2 separate regions of the Mus musculus genome follow, and region 2 is linked to region 1. Evidence: chromatin contacts called from public HiChIP or PLAC-seq data. All regions are on one chromosome and are shown on one strand. The core of a region is the stretch at or near the end of the contact, and the rest is flanking DNA. Distances in the headings are between cores, read along the strand shown.

Region 1 (3,302 bases), core at 595-3,094:
GACATTTTCAGATCAGAGAGAGAGAGAGAGAGAGAGAGAGAGAGGGAGAGAGAGAGAGAAGGAAAGAAGGGAAGAAAGAAAGAAAGAAAGAAAGAAAGAAAGAAAGAAAGAAAGGGAAAGAAAGAGAGAAAGAAAGAAAATGAAAGAAAAGGAAAGAAAAATACCTCTATCATATTGGTGTATAGACAAGTATGTGAGGCATTTTCTTGATCTTACACCCTGGACAGTTGGTCTTGGAGTGTATAAGATAGCATACAGGGCAAGCCAGTAAGCAGCATCCTTCTGTGATCTCCGTTTCAGTTCCAGCTTCCAGGTTCCCGTGCTTTGGTCATGGTGTGTTGTGTTTTTAATCACAACAATAGAGAACAAGGAAAGACAAATACATAAAGGGTTTTGATTTGGGGTGGGTTTTTGTTTGTTTGCTTGTTTGTTTGTTTGTTTGTTGTTTTAGACAGAATTTTATGAAGCCCAGGCCAACCAACCTTGAACTCTTGCCCCACTTTCCAAGGGCTGTAATAATGGCATGTGCCATCATGCCCAGCTCCAAAACATGTATCTTTTCATTTTAATAAGGCAACTGTATCCCTTTATTTTTTTTTTATAATTCTGTGCTATATTTTAAGGTCTTTCTTCCTCCCATTGCCCAAATTGCTGATCCATGTTTCTTCTTTGTCCATGGGTTCCGGGATGCTTGATTTTGATCGTCAACTTGACTAGATTAAAAGCTATCAAGGTTCTGTAGAAATGCACCTCTGAGTATGTTTGTGGGGAGAGACTTACGATGAATGTGAGCAGCACTGTCCAGTGGACTGTGAGCTGGGATAAAGGGGAACTGGAGGAAGAAAACAGTGAGCCCTTTCTCCAGTAGAGGCAGTGAGCCTAGCCTGTCACTGTTGCGGTGGCCACCGATGTTAGACTCCACCCTTTCAGCTCTGGGAAGCTCCTGAGCCTTTAGCCTTGTCTTGGAACTCAGACTTTTAGTCTGAGCAGCCACTGGGCTCTTTGTCTCTCCAGCATGTACACAGCCCTTATAGGACCACCTCACCCTTATTCTATAAGCCAACTCAAAAAAGCCCTTTAGGCCACTCGATTAGTTCTGATCCTCTAGAGAACCTTAATACAAGTTTTTTGAACTAATCTAAGTTTTTAATTAGAATATCATGGTTTTAGTTTCAGGGAAAAAAAAGTATGAGTCTGGTATAAAAACTGTCCTTCATGCATGCTTGACAAACATTCTACCACAAACCACATTCCCAGCCTTAGAAATAATGGCTATGAGATAACTATAACACTGTCCTCAATTACAAGGACTAGTTCTCAAGTCCTATGTGAAATGTGCAAGACAGAAGCAAAGCCAACTCATGAATAGCCCTCATTGTGACAAGAAATAGAGTGTTGCTTTTGTAAGCCACGGAACTTCGAAGGCTGGAGGCCAGAAGGCACAGTCTGAGAGCTAGGGTGTAGCTCAGTTGGTAGATTGCTTGGTCACTGTGCTTAAAGCCTTGGGTTCAGTCACCAGCACTCCATAAACTGAGTGGCACTGGGTCTGTGATCACAGGCAGGCAGGAGGATCAGAAGGTTATTCTTGGGTGCTGTGGTGGTTTGAATAAGAATGTCCCCTGTAGGCTCCTGTATTTGAATGTTTGGTCATTAGGGAGTAGCACTATTTGACAGGGATTGGGGGATACAGCCTTGCTGGAGGAAGTGTGTCACTGAGGGTGAGCTTGGAGATTTCAGAAGCTGCCTGTGGATCTGGTTATAGAACTCTCAGTTCCATGTCTGCCTGTGTACCACCATGCTTCCTGCCATGCTGATAACAGACTAAACCTCTGAAACTGTAAGCAAGCACCAGGGAAATACTTTCCTTTTTGAGAGTTGCCATGGTTATGGTGTCTCTTCACAATAGAACACTGACTAAAATAGTAAGGCAAGGTCATCCCGGTCTACATCAACAAAACTCTGTCTCAACAACTCCAAACTCTCAAACCAAACCACCACCAACAAAATCCCTTGCCTGTATTAGTACACTTAGCTCTTGCTAGAGCAAGATTTAGCTACGATCATTCTCCAACTCATCTCAAGAAACAGGCCCAGAGATGGTAATGAGCCAGCCCTAGGGTCACACAGCTTCGACAGAACTCCTGTCCAGCCCCAGGTGATCTGTGCTGTGTGTTGTTAGCCTTTTTTCATCCAGGTTCATGTCGACCCTGTGATGCCTCTGCTGCAGCCTCCCAAGTGCTGGGATTACAGTGTGTCCTTCCACAGCTGCTTCCATCTTTTTGACCTTTTTTTTCTATTTATTTTTATTATATATGAATATCATATACATACTGGCTATCTCTCCAGTACTCCCTCATTTTACTTTTTGATTCCCATGTCATTGGGTCATGATGTGAGATGTGGAGGAGAGGTCCTGAGCACGTGAAGAGAGAAACAGGAATTCAAAGGGAAAAGAGATTGTCAGAAGGACAGAAACTCAGTAAATGATCAAAGGCAATGACAGTCTCTAAGGTTCTGCCAGATCTGACTCTATCATCCTGGGCCATTTAAAACTTCCTCACCATAATTATAAATCAGGTGTGTAGCAAGGCTCTAACCCGTGAGATCCAGGTGTGGAATGCCTGAGTCTTAGCTCTCACATTTATTCCTTTCTTTGTTACCTTATGCTTTTTCTAGCTGGGTGTGATAGTGCATGTTTTTAGTTCCAGCACTTGCAAGGCCAAGGCAGGCGGATCACTTTGTGAGGTCAAGGCCAGCTTGGTCTACAGAACAAGCTCCAGCCAAGGCTGCACTGTGACACACTGTCTCAAAACAGAAAATACAGATTTTCCTCTCACTTCCTGTGTTGCTTGGCCAGAGGCCCTTCCTGTATAGTGTGTATGCTACACTTCCTGAGCCATATCATATCCACACAAAATCACTCTCTCACCTGACAGACCTGGCTGAGTGTGAGGCCTCCTCTTCTGTTGGTGGGGGCAGTTCTATAGCAGCTGGCTTCCCTTGCCACACAGAAAGGCTGGCAGCCATCTAACTCTTCTGTAATGCACTTGTTCTTTTTGTCTGGTAGCTTGTATAAATTTTTTTTAGCTCAACAGGTAAGAAATTTTATAGAGTATTCCTAAATGTGTGTCTTTTTTCTGTTGGGCCTAGAACTTAGTAAGTCATTTCAGATGCAAATGTCTCTGAACCTTAGAGGCATTCATTGCCTTTGATCATTTACTGAGTTTCTGTCCTTCTGACAATCTCTTTTCCCTTTGAATTCCTATTTCTCTCTTCACGTGCTCAGGACCTCTCCTCCACAT
Region 2 (3,536 bases), core at 601-3,100, 220 kb before region 1:
GTCATCCCTTCTGCACTGCTCCATTCCAAACGTTGTAAACATACTCTTCACAAGAAGGGTGGGACTTGACGTGGGAAAGTCGTGTTTCCGTGAACATCTGTTACCAAATCTGCACGCTCCCGTTTTATTGTAGAAGGGACAACTGGGTCGATATTTCTCCAGCCTTAAATCCTTGGGTGGTTCCGGGTTCTGCCAAATGCGCTCATTTTCAGCCTGGTCCAGCATTTTCTGCACCGCTTCCTCCCTCTCTCTCTTCTCCTGTAGCTTCTGCTCCTCCTCCTCTCTCTGTTTTTTCTGTTGTTCTTCCCACTCGGCCTTTATTTGTCTCTCCTGTTCTTCCTTCTGTTTTCTAGCGGCCTCTTCCTTTTTCTTCTTTATTCTGAATTCTTCTTGCGCCTTCTCCTCCCTCAGCAGCCACTCTTCATGTAATCTTTGCCGCTCTATCTCCAGTAATCGCTCTGCAAGTTCTTCGTTAGCAGAAACATCATCGTCCTCCTCTGGTGGGGCTTCCAGAGCTCTCAGCCGAGCCATTTTCTGCCGACGTTTCTTGCGTTTCTCCTTCTTCATTGCCGCCTTGTATTGTTTTCGGCTGAGTTTCTCAGGAATCGCGGTCTGCCGTGATGCCATTTTACCGCAGAGCGGGGGGGGGGGGGGGGGGGGGGGGGGGGGGGGGGGGGGCTCTTCCCGGATCTCGCGATAATCTCTTTTTCTCACGCTGTGGATTGAAAATGTCGCCCGCTGCTAAGTTGTTCTGCTGTTTAATGTTCGTTACCTTCCTGGACAGCAACTTCAGGGTGGCACCATTCAGCCCAGTTGACTTTCCTTTCCACCAGCCTAGAAAGCTTGAACCAGCTGAGTCACCGGCGTGTTTGCGCAATGCAGCAACCAGTAGTTGAATGTGCGCATGCGCAGTCGAAGGCCAGTGTTTGCGTTGGAATGTGGGCTGTACCGCCTACCTGCGCAGTCACTCGGTTATCCGCAGTACGTAGGCCTGCCTGCGCAGTTATCCGGTTATCCGTGGTACTGCCAGCCTGCGCAATTACCCGGTTATCCAGTTACCCGTGATAAAGCCTATCCGTGCAGTTACCCGGTTGTCCGGTTATCCGTGGCACAGCCTGCCTGCGCAGTGACCCGATTATCCAGTTATCCCACGCAGTTACCCACTTATCCGTGGTAGGCCTGCGCAGTTACCCAGTTTTCGGAGGTACGGATGGTCTGCGCAGTTACCCGATTATCCAGTTATCCGCAGTACGGCCTGCCTGGGCAGTCACCCGGTTATCCGTTTATCCGCAGTACATAGGCCTGCCCATGCAGTTACCCGGCCGGGCCGGTATGGCCGGCTTGCGCAGTTATCCGTCTATCCAGTTATCCGTGGTATGGCCTGCCTGCGCAGTTACCCAATTATCTGTGGGGCGGCCGCAGTTACCAATTATCCGCGATTATCCGTGGTACAGCCAGCCTGCGCAGTTACCTGGCTATCCGCAGTACGGCCTGCCTGCGCAGTTACCCAGGTATCCGTGGTTATCTGTGGTACGGCCAGCCTATGCAGTTACTGGTTATGCATGGCACAGCTGGCCTGTGCAGTTACCCGGTTATCCGCTTTAAGGCCAGCCTCCGTGGCATGGCCGGCCTGCGCAGTTACCTGGTTATCCGTAGTATGATCAGCCTACGTAGTTACCCGGTTATCCATGGTACAGCTGGAACAGTGGTTATCTGCCTTACCGACCGGCCTGCGCAGTTGCGGGTGGTTATCTGCAGTACGGTCCGCCTGCGCAGTCATCCAGGTATCTGCAGTTATCCGCAGTATGTCTGATCTGCGCAGTTACCCTGTAATCTGCAGTTACGTCTTTACTCCGGGAAAGGCAGGCCTGCGCAGTACGATTTACTGCTTTTTTTGTCTCCGCCCCCTGCAGTGGGAGTGCTCCTGCAGTAAGAATGCTCAGCCCTGAGCCGGGGCAGGCTTGTCTCACTGCAGGGCACCCCTCCATGCCGGTGCTGGCAGCTCACCTTCCCGGGCTTGTTTATGTGGGTGCTGGGAATAGAAATTAAGTTCTTATATTTGTTTGTCAAGGGCTTTACCAGGTAAACCGTTTTTCTGGCTTCAGCTCCTCACTCTTGTGGAAAGTAAGGGGTTTTGGTTTTGTTGTTGTTTTGTTTTTTAAATATTGAATGTGGGCCTGGTGTGGTGTCGCACGCCTTTAATCCCAGCACTCGGGAGGCAAAGGCAGGCGGATTTCTGAGTTCGAGGCCAGCCTGGTCTACAGTGTGAGTTCCAGGACAGCCAGGGCTACACAGAGAAACCCTGTCTCGAAAAACCAAGGGAATAAAAAATTGAATGTGTTTTGTTTTTTGCAAACACATTCCTTTCATTTGTTCTGTAATGTAGTTTTGTGGGGTATTCACCAGAGAAGACTGCTCAGACAAGTGTTTAAGCCAAGAAAAAAATCTTTTATTTTTGTTTGTTTGTTTGTTTGTTTTTTCAGAGACAAGGGTTTTACTGTGTAGCTGTGGCTGTCCTGGAACTTGCTCTGTAGACTAGACTGGCCTTGCATCATGCTATGTTTAGGTATGATCCCCATAGGCTCTTATGCTTGCACAAGCCTATAGGGGCCAGGGAGTAGAATGTGATGGTTTGTATAGGGAGTGGCACTGTTAGAAGCTGTGGCCTTGCTGGAGTAAGTGTGTCATTGGCTTTAAGACCCACATCCTAGATGCCTGGAAGCTAGTCTTCTAGCAGCTTTCAGATGAAGATGTCAGACTCTCAGCTCTTCCTGCACCATGCCTGTGTGCTACCGTGTTCCTGCCTTGATGGTAATGGACTGAACCTCTGAATCTGTAAGCCAGCCCTAGTTAAATGTTGTCCTTTATAAGACTTGCCTTGGTCATGGTGTCTATTCACAGCAGTAAAACCCTAACTAAGAAGAAAGCTCTGCCTGCCTCTGTGTCACAAGAAAGAAGGTAGATACCTGTGTATAGCAAAAGTTATATTTTATGCTGAGGGTCATCATACAAGGTTCACACTTTAAATTTCTAAATATGGTCCTAAGTCTTTATCCCCAAGGTGCTCACCTGTGTGATGTATCTTAGCTGGAGGTCAGGTCCAGTCTTACAGAAGTCTCTGATTTGAGGGTCAGGATCCTGGGGAGACTGTCCAGCCACAGGGTTCATCTAGGAGGTATCACTCCAGATATGCAGAGCAGTCCGCATCATGGGGTTTATACCTGTATCAGGTTCTCTTGAGTGTGTGAAGTTGCTGGGTTCTGGGTATCAGACACAGTGTTGGCTGTAGTGGAGGTCCTGACTAAGCTATTTTTACATGTGTAAAGACTTTTAAAAAAATACTATACTGATTACACTGCTTCCTGAGTGCCGGGATTAAAGGGCTACAATGCTGTCACTCAGCTAGAAAATCTTTATTAGGCTGCTGGTACTACACTGTGTGTTTGGGACTGCAGTGCAACACTGAGCCTTTCTCAGGGTGACCTTTTAAGCACCAAAACCATATCCTAGGTTGACATATTTCAGTTAACAAGAAC

Evidence for each region. HiChIP or PLAC-seq counts read pairs in DNA pulled down with a chosen protein or histone mark.
Region 2: a contact with region 1 is called in an H3K4me3 HiChIP or PLAC-seq map of the SCID.adh cell line, with 17 read pairs. The contact joins the promoter of Zrsr1 here to the enhancer-like site in region 1. A contact is called at or near these places in 11 of 39 promoter capture datasets (HPC-7-derived erythroid cells, embryonic stem cells, hematopoietic stem and progenitor cells and 5 more), 1 of 15 datasets of contacts at CTCF or cohesin (CD8 T cells), 2 of 484 Hi-C or Micro-C datasets (B cells and centrocytes), 12 of 115 datasets of contacts at active chromatin or transcription factors (DN3 thymocytes, the SCID.adh cell line, bone marrow-derived macrophages and 4 more) and 5 of 9 other capture datasets (adipose tissue, embryonic stem cells, liver and 2 more).

What each region holds. Positions count from the first base shown.
Region 1 is chr11:22,754,888-22,758,189 of GRCm38.p6, reverse strand. No RefSeq gene overlaps it. Among named protein-coding and RNA genes, the nearest start is that of Gm40816, 100 kb to the right of the region's middle. Within about 2 kb of position 1,844, at least 24 of the 459 cell types and tissues checked have an H3K27ac peak or open chromatin away from gene starts, as enhancers often do. A contact at or near this core is called in CD8 T cells, the SCID.adh cell line and memory CD8 T cells, where this site is marked.
Region 2 is chr11:22,970,319-22,973,854 of GRCm38.p6, reverse strand. Zrsr1 (zinc finger (CCCH type), RNA binding motif and serine/arginine rich 1) reads right to left here and starts at 1,850. Exons shown (of 1, transcript NM_011663.3): 1 at 1-1,850. The coding sequence starts at 627. The region is part of intron 1 of Commd1 (COMM domain containing 1); the gene reads left to right.